Linked DNA regions of Sus scrofa: region 1 is linked to region 2. Evidence: chromatin contacts called from public promoter capture Hi-C data. All regions are on one chromosome and are shown on one strand. The core of a region is the stretch at or near the end of the contact, and the rest is flanking DNA. Distances in the headings are between cores, read along the strand shown.

The links. Promoter capture Hi-C pulls out the DNA fragments that hold promoters and counts their contacts.
Region 1: a contact with region 2 is called in a promoter capture Hi-C map of liver, with 3 times the contacts expected there. The contact joins the promoter of QSOX1 here to the promoter of LOC100738642 in region 2. A contact is called at or near these places in 1 of 5 promoter capture datasets (liver) and 3 of 47 Hi-C or Micro-C datasets (liver and skeletal muscle).

What each region holds. Positions count from the first base shown.
Region 1 is chr9:121,777,727-121,782,054 of Sscrofa11.1, reverse strand. QSOX1 (sulfhydryl oxidase 1) reads right to left here and starts at 2,983. Exons shown (of 13, transcript XM_013989655.2): 1 at 2,911-2,983; 2 at 1,913-2,467. The coding sequence starts at 2,983.
Region 2 is chr9:121,509,935-121,514,295 of Sscrofa11.1, reverse strand. LOC100738642 (torsin-1A-interacting protein 2) reads left to right here and starts at 1,517. Exons shown (of 2, transcript XM_005656744.3): 1 at 1,517-1,633. It also overlaps a transcript of TOR1AIP2 not described here.

The DNA.
Region 1 (4,328 bases), core at 1,734-4,233, 270 kb before region 2:
CAGGGGATCCATCGTGGTGCAGTGGTTACGAATCGACAGGAACATGAGGTTGCGGTTTATCCTGCCTTGCTCACTGGTTAAGATGGTGTTGCGTGGCTGTGGTGTAGGTGAGACACGGCTCGGATCTGAGTTGCTGTGGCTCTGGCGAGGCTGGCAGCTACAGCCGATTCGACCCTAGTGGAACTCCACATGCGCAGGACGCAAAAAAAAGCAAAAAAAAAAAAAAAAAAAAAAAAAAAAAAAAAAAAAAAAAAAAGACAGCAGGGGAACAGTGGTTCCAGTTTTCCCCTCTCCAGGAAGAGGCCTATTCTCTAAGATGCCCACAGGCCTCACTGAGTGACCACTGAAGGTCAGGTGCCTGGCTAGGGACCACAAGCAGGAAGTGACTCCCTTCAGAAGCAGCAAATCAGACGCAAACCACGACCCCATCCATGCCTGTCCCTCCACATGCCCACTACCTGGGCTAAGCAGACAGATGACATGCCAGGCATCTTCCGGAAAGGAAACTCTCAGACATTGTACATCAGGGACTTACTCAGGACGGTGTCTGACATACCATATCGAAAGCACTCAATAAACATTCATTGCTCTTGTTACTGTATTTACTCGACCTCAAATTTTTTTTTTTGCTTTTTAGGGCCACACCTTCAGCATATAGAAGTTCCCAGGCTAGGGGTCAAATTGGAGCTGTCGCTGCCAGGCTACACAGCCACAGCAGCAGGGAACCCAAGCCGTGTCTGGGACCTACACCACAGCTGACCCACTGAGCAAGGCCAGGGCACGAACCCGCATCCTCATGGATACTAGTCAGACCGTTTCCGTTGCGCCATGACGGGAACCCCTTCAAAACTTACGTTTTTAAAAATGTTACTTTTTTCGTGTTTTGTTTTGTTCGTTTGTTTTGGCCCACCAGGCATTTGGAAGTTCCCAGGCCAGGGATCGAACCCACACCACAGCAGTGACCTGAGCCCTTATTGTGATAACGCCAGGTCCTTAACCAATGGACGCACAGGTGAACTCCAAAAATGTTACCATTTTCTGTAATAGACTACACCGTCATTCTCTCTCCATCTATTGGCTTGTGTTACCGCTCAGCCCCTCAGGTGTTAGTAAATGAATGGTGGGCCTCACAGTTGACCCTCCCTTAGAATCAAGGAAATCTGGTACCAGCGGTCAGGCCAATGAATGGGAAAGTGGAGCAAGGACCAAACACACACGAAGAGGCTGCCCTCAGCCAAGTGTCTCGCCGTATGGGGTTAAAGCAGAAGGATCCGAGCGGGTGCATAGCCAACGGAAAGACAGAGAAGGATGTGGCCCAGAAGCTAAGAGCTGGAGGCAGCAGGTCGGAGAGGCCAGGAAGTGAGACAGGGAAACTCTGCCTCCAAGATAAAGCTGGGTCAATTAACCAGGGGTGGGGAAAGAAAGGAGGGAGTGGGAATTGGGGGGAGGGAACAGCAGAATGAGTATCAGTTCCTTTTCTCCCCAGCACTGATCCCATCGCAGCTGGGAAACTTGGTAGTAAAGGGACGGACACAAGGCTGGGCGAGAGGAAGCTGGAAGGTGTCAGCGAGTAGGAACAAAGGAGACCACGTCGCAGGGATGGGGGCAGTAAACCGGCCGAGGGCCGACAGGCAAAGCAGAGCAGGTCCGGGTACCCAGGCCGCGGGGAGGGGAAAGAAACTCTCGACACCCGTCAAGGGGAAAAAGACAAGGAGGGGCGGGAGCTAAATATGGAGTTGAGGACTGCGAAACTGGGGGGGAAGTGGGAGGGGCAGAGAGGAAGACGGCCGGAGGTGATGGGCAGGGGGAAGCGCGCGCCGCGGGAGGGGCCTCCGCCTGGCACGAGGCGGAGGTTCGCCCAGGTGTGGCGAGAAGAGCGGGCCTCCTCACCCCTCCGCCTCCGGCTTCTCACCTTTGACGTCGTTGGCCAGCGCCTTCCACGTAGGGGCGAAGGCGATGCAGTGGCCGCACCAGGAGGCGAAGAACTCCACCGCCCAGGCGCTGCGGGAGCCCAGCACGGCGCCGCGCACCGTGTCCGCTTGCAGCAGCGTCAGCGGGTCAGAGGACGAGTAGAGAGCCGAGCGCGGGGCCGCGCCAGCGCCGGGCACCGCCAGCAGCACCGCCAGCAGCAGCAGCGACAGCGGCGGCCCGGAGCCGCGGCCGCACGACCCCATCCTCGGTGACTTCGCCCACCACTGCTCGCAAGTTTCAGACGAGTTGGTGCCCAGCTGCTCGGCGGCACCTCCTGCCTCCGTCGGGAGGAGGAGCCACGTGGTCCCGCCCAACGAGGCCCGGCACCGCCCCCTTGCCCCGCCCCGCCCTCCGGCCAGCGGCCAGTGGGCGGGGGAGCAGCTGAGGGCCTGAGCTGGGCGCTGGAGTCGGGCCCGGCCCAGAGCGCCTGGTTCCGGCAGCGGAGACCTCAGAGCTAGCCGGTTCGCGCCTCGGCCCCGGGAGCCAGGGAGCACAGCTCAGGCCGCGGGGCCCCACCCGCCAAATGAAAGATGTGCGACATCCGCGGGCGGAATCCTGGACCGGCGTTCCCGGTCGCTGCTGGGGACTGGAGGAAGTCATTTGGCTTCTCCCAGGCCCCCGAATCCAACGGAAAAAGAGTCCGTTGGAATAGACTGGACCGATTTATGCTGTTCCCGGAAAGTTCTGGGGATCCCACCAAACGATAAGAGGTTGTGAATTAGATGCATGTGAGGGAGAAGGACAGGTGGCAGGACAGTCTCTGAGTGTGTCATCACCACAGCCCCACGGCATCAGATGTGCCCACACCCTGGAGGCCTGTGATCATCTAAGGAAAACATTGTTTGAGGGTTTCCTAATCATGAATGAGAAGCCCCCTCCCATCTTATGCTGGGCTAGATTTGCATGGCCCATTGGGTGCAATCAGTTTCCTCAACTCACAGGTCCAGGTTATTCGGTCTATTCCTCCAACTGGGGCTCCCAGCGGCCCAAATCCCCACTCACAGATCTCCATTTTCACGTACAAATCCTTCTGACTAGTACCCTTATAACTCATTTGTGTTCCTGTGTACTAAGGTATTAATGATTAACTTCCCCTGGTCCACCTTTTGCAGCTCTGATGCTGAGTTATCTTAAGGAGAGCAGGTGTTCCTCAGAGTGTTATCACAAATGATCATTTTCTTTTGTGTCTGCTGGGTCAGCCCACCTTGCCTGTAAGCCATCGGAAACTAGATTTGTTATTCCAGCATTTATTGAGTGGTTTCTTGGTACCAGGCACTGTTCTAGGAACAAAAGATAAGGCAGTAAATAAAACCAAGATTCCACAGTCATGGAACGTACATTCTAGTAAGGATAGAGAGATATAAATGTAGATCCTGTATTGACAAAGGTTATGAAGATATGTGCAATAGGGTAAAAATAGGGTGACAGAGGAAGCGGTATTTTAGGTATTTTAGAAGACAATGAGGTCAGGGGTGGGCCCACCCCTCATATTTGCAGGGCCAGGGTCAATAATGCACATGAAGGCACACATATCATGTGCCTATACATTTTTTAAGTACAACCAATTTAAACTGTTATGTAAAATTCCTATCCTTTCATCTTGACAAGTATACCTCCATAATAATCTGGAATTCTTGGACTCCCCCAAGATGCGCTGTGGAACGGGGCCACTGAGGTGGTAACTGGTCCCTGGCCCTTGACCTTCCTCCTACTCTTTGCACCCCAGGTCTGTCCCATCCATCAAGGGGCCTTGTGTCCATACCTATAACATCCTTGCCGGCACATCTGAGCTGCATCCATATCTCCAGCAAATAGCCACGCCTTGGCTCCTCAAGAGGACAGACCTTGGGTCGATGTTGTCTCTAGAAGCTGATCTGGTGCCGCTGGGGCAATGGGTTCTAGGGTCTCAAGTATCCACGGTATGATCTAAGAAAGGGTGAGAAACAGGAGATTTGGGTGGGCACATCCCCTTGACCCATGGGCTTCTAGCTCTGTGGAAAGGGGTGTGGCTGGAAGAGGGCCACAGAGCTCAGAAGACAAGGTAGAGGCTCCTCTCGCCCTAGTCTTACGGCAGTTCTAACGAGGTAATATTTGAGCCAAAGACCCAAATGATGTATGGGAGAGAGCCTTGTGGTAATCTGGGATGAGAACATTCCAGGCAGAGATCTGGCAGTTGGGGCTTTTGCTCCCTTCGTGCATTCATAGTCTCTGTGCCAAAGTCTTGAACTGCACTGACAGCTCCCTGGAAACCCTGGATTCCAAAGGTTGGAAGAACTTCAGCAACTGGATAAGGTGCCAGTAAAAGTCAAGTGCCTTCAAATATTTCTATTCCCCAGGTGTTCTCTTCCCCAGGGAAT
Region 2 (4,361 bases), core at 268-2,767:
GAATTAAATTAATGAGAGTTTTCTTTACCCTGAGAGAATTTGCCATGTATTAGGGAAGACATGCAAAATAGTAAAATTCAGGTTAAGTGACTGGCATTAAGTGAAATACCTTGCTCTTAGGCCTAGGTCTAGAAATCTAATGTTCTTGACACTGGATTTCTAAGTAAAGGAGCTATTTTAAATGATAATTTTTGAACATGAATTTTTAGTTTAGGGTAACCAGAAATCCTGTTATTTACTGAGAAAGAATTTATCAAGTCATTGTGCATAATATCTACATTTCTGGTCAATAGGGAAATAACTTTGGGGATTGTATCTTGGTAGAAAGAGGTAACATTGTTATTTTTAATAAGGAAAAGATTAAAATATTTAGAGGAAGTAAATTAAAGACATAGGAGTTAGCTGCATTTATTCCCCATCTCACATCAACAGAAAAATATTTTCAAGACTTAATACAAATGAAAACATCTAGCTTGAGATATTATACTGAAATTAAGAAATTAAAACTCAATAAAGTGACTAGAATGTAGTATTCTTCCTCTTATTGTTTGTTGAATTAGAAATTGCAGTCAAACAATTAAAAAGCATCCAAGATGTTCCCAAATCCTGTGTCTTCTGCCAAAAGAGGATGGTTGCAAGGTGAAGACACCAAAAATCAGTTACATGAAGAAGCATTAGTCCAGTTAATATTGGGGGTTATGCTATGCACCAGACAAAAGCTGTTCTAGGTGCTGGGATACAGCAGTAAAAAATAGACCTAAAACCAACCCTCCCTGCCTTGGATTTCATATTCTATGGGAGTCAGATAAAAATTATAGTAAGTAAAATAGTGCGTTGGTCAGAAGTGTTTGGAAAAAAATTAGCAGAGGGGAAGTCGAGATTTATGTAGATTTCTTCTATGCTGTCTTGAATTGGTGCAGGTCAGGAACTAGAATTTTAGACTTGACTTTGCCCAATTAGTTGTTCTTGGGTAAATTGCCATCTCAATTTTCACATAAGATTAATAGATCAGATAATGGCTTTTATTCATCATTTACTACAGTCATTTAGCAGACACTCTTGCGCACTTTAGCTCATTTACTCACAGCCACCTGATGAGGTATGTAGCCTTGCCCCATTGGACACCAGCAAACTGAGGTTTAGATCAGGACAAGCACCTCGTAATGGTAGAGGCCAGGTTCTAAGTCAAGTCGGACTGGTGCTTGCCATTATCATGGGGTAGTGCCCCTCACTGTGTTGCTTCCACTGGTTCTTTGAGCCTATGAACTTTCGGGGTTTTTTTAAGGGAGAATTAGGGTCATCCGACGTCTGGCAGAGAGACGCTCGCCTCCGGGTCAGAGAGCAGCGCGAGTGCGCGCTCACGGCGCCTGCAGCCTCGTGCCCGGGCGCTGGCCGGCGCCGGGGAGTGAGAGGGAGGTGCCGACTGCAGGGAGGAGGGGCCGGCGCCTACCAGTCCCAGCATTCCGCGGGCGCCTGCCCTCCCCTCGGAGGTCGCCGTCACGTGGGCTGGGACGGGGACGACGTTCTGTTCTGCCGCGTCGGAGGGGTGCAGCCCGGCGTTGGGGAGCAGAAAGGACCCTCGAAGGGCTCTCCTGACGTTGACAGTCGACGATTTAAAGCCCCGCTAGAATTTGTAAGTGAGTAAAATGTATATACAACTTTTCCATGTTTTAATATTTGATCTGATATCTTCTTTTTAAATATCTTTCAGAAACGATCCCTCCCCACCCCCACCTCCCTACCGCAAAACCCTTAAACGGAGCAGGTTGGAGGTATATTTTTGTTTTGGAGTGGAAAAAGAGAAACAGAATTGTGTAAACATTAAATAGAGCAAGGTGGGAATAAATGCTTGGTTCGGACTTTGCGATGAGAAGCAGAATTCCTGTAAGGTTCAAATGTAAACGGGCAAACTACCAGTACAGGTGGTGATTACTCTCTTTTCTTCCGTGCTTAACAGGATCCCATCCATTCGTCGTCTTGATCCTTGTAAGATAGTGCCCACCCTCCCGCCCCGCCTTTTAGCCTTAATGGTACTGAAAAGACCAAGTTTGAAGTAAGACTCTATAATTACTAATTTCTTACATAGCGTATAGGTATTCCCAACTGTATTATCATACCTAGTGAGAAAGTTTTCTTCTTTTTCCCTCCTTCAAAAAAGTGTACTCTCTACTAAATCAGTAATGCTTGTTTCGTACACAGATACAGAAATGAGTTATCTTAATCTGATTCAACGTATTTTGTTTCAGTTTTACCTGTCTTTCGGTTTTAAAACATTTTGTTTTGGATCTAGATCCAACATAAACCATTTTGTTTTGGATCCTTTCCTAATCTGTTTTTTAAGAATCGGGGCTGTGGTTGTTATCCATATTTATCAGTTTTGTTTTTCAAGCACAGGGCTCGTATATAAATGGCCAGTGGAAAATAATTTAATTTCAAAAGGAACTAGTGGTAGAGGAACTAAAAACGTTCCTGAAGGCCTTTGTGTAGACTAGAACAGTTGGAAAAACTGACATTTGCTGTGACAATTTTGAGAGCCTCCCCTCAGTAATGTTTATTATGCTGAATGCAGAGTCCACAACTTGATTACCAGTTTTGCTGCTGGTTTATCACATAGCCATACGTGACTCATTTAAGCTCTGTTTCACTTGTTTTTCTTCCTAACGTAGAGATAATACTAGCCCGAGAGTCTCCATAATTCACACATAAAGTAACTTAAGAATTTAACTAATTATTTGAGGATTATTGGGAATTTTAATAATGTGTAGTGTCTGGTATGTAATTTATTTTTGCCTAGGAAACAATTGTAAACTGTATGCAACAGAAATCCAATTTCTCTGAAGTGTCACTTGAACTTCTCAAGGAAAGTTTGCTCAGAAAAGCACAGTTTGCTCTAGGCTTTTAACTTTGTATTTAGAATTGTAATTGTGTTAAAATTTCAGTAATAGTCTATATTTTATGGCTACTACTGTGTCCCCCAAGAGAGAATTCAGTATAGTGATTATCATTTATTATAAGTTTTGCACAGCAGATCAAATATTTATGAATCAAGAAAGAAAATTAAATGGGATAGTTTAAGGACTCAGTAAGTGGAAACAGTTATTAATTGGACTGCTTAACTCTTAACTAATATTAAAGAATTGGCATATGGTTTTGGTAATCAAAATAGAAAGAAAAGGAGTTCCTGTCGTGGCTCTGTGGAGACGAATCTGACGGGTATCCATGAGGACACAGGTTTGATCCCTGGCCTCGCTCTGTGAGTTAAGGATCCGGCATTACCGGGAGCTGTTGTGTAGGCCGCAGACATGGCTTGGATCTGGTGTTGCTGTGGCGGTGGTGTAAGCCAGCAGCTACAGCTCCAATTTGACCCCTAGCCTGGGAACCTTCATATGCTGCAGGTGTGGCCCTAAAGACAAAAAAAGAAAATTCACCTGTAATTCCATTACCTCAACAAATCAAATTATTTTGACTTTTATGTACTCTTTAGCCCTTGACCATGGGTATATATAATCTAAATGTAATAAAATTTTTGAAAAAAATGCAAATTTAAACATTGGTTTGTAAATTTCTCAGAGCTTTAATTATATAAATAGAGCTTTCTGGTTCTGCCTTTGTTCTCATCCGTCTACTGAAGAAACAACGGGACTTTCCTCTAGCCCAGTTTCCTCTTGCTTTCCCCACTCCAAAAAATAAACAACTGTCTAGTTGCACTTTTACTTAATAGTTCAAATAATTATAAACACTTCTTCCTGAGACTTCTTTTGTGTCCCCATAGTTTTAAGGGCTGCACATTTTTCTCTTTAACCCTCATAATGCTGCTTTCATCTAGGTAGTGTTATTCCATTTTGTGGTTAAGAAAACCAGGGAAATGGGGGAGAGTTCACCAAGTCAGGCGCTGGAGCTCTCATTCAGGCCTAGGCAGTCTGACTTTGGAGGACAATGCTGCAAGGGTCTCATATTTATAGATTCACTGTGTGGATGTTGGGTCACATATATAGGCAGGAGTTGATCCTGGAGGCTGATGTGCAACTTCTTTGTATAAGAGTAACAAACAGTATTTGCACTTTATAACTACCATGACCACCACATGTAAAACAAATTTTTCAGAAAAACAAGGGTAGGGATGTGTTTAGTGCCTTAACAGGTGAAGCATTCACTTATGGTTTTATTAGTTGTGGCAGTAAAAATATGATTTAGGAGTTCCCATCGTGGCTCAGCAGAAATGAACCTGACTAGCATCCATGAGGACGCAGGTTCGATTCCTGGCCTCGCTCAGTGGGTTAAGGATCCAGCATTGCCTTGAGCTGTGGTGTAGGTCGCAGACAAGTCTCAGATCTGGTGTTGCTGTGGCTGTGGTGTAGGCG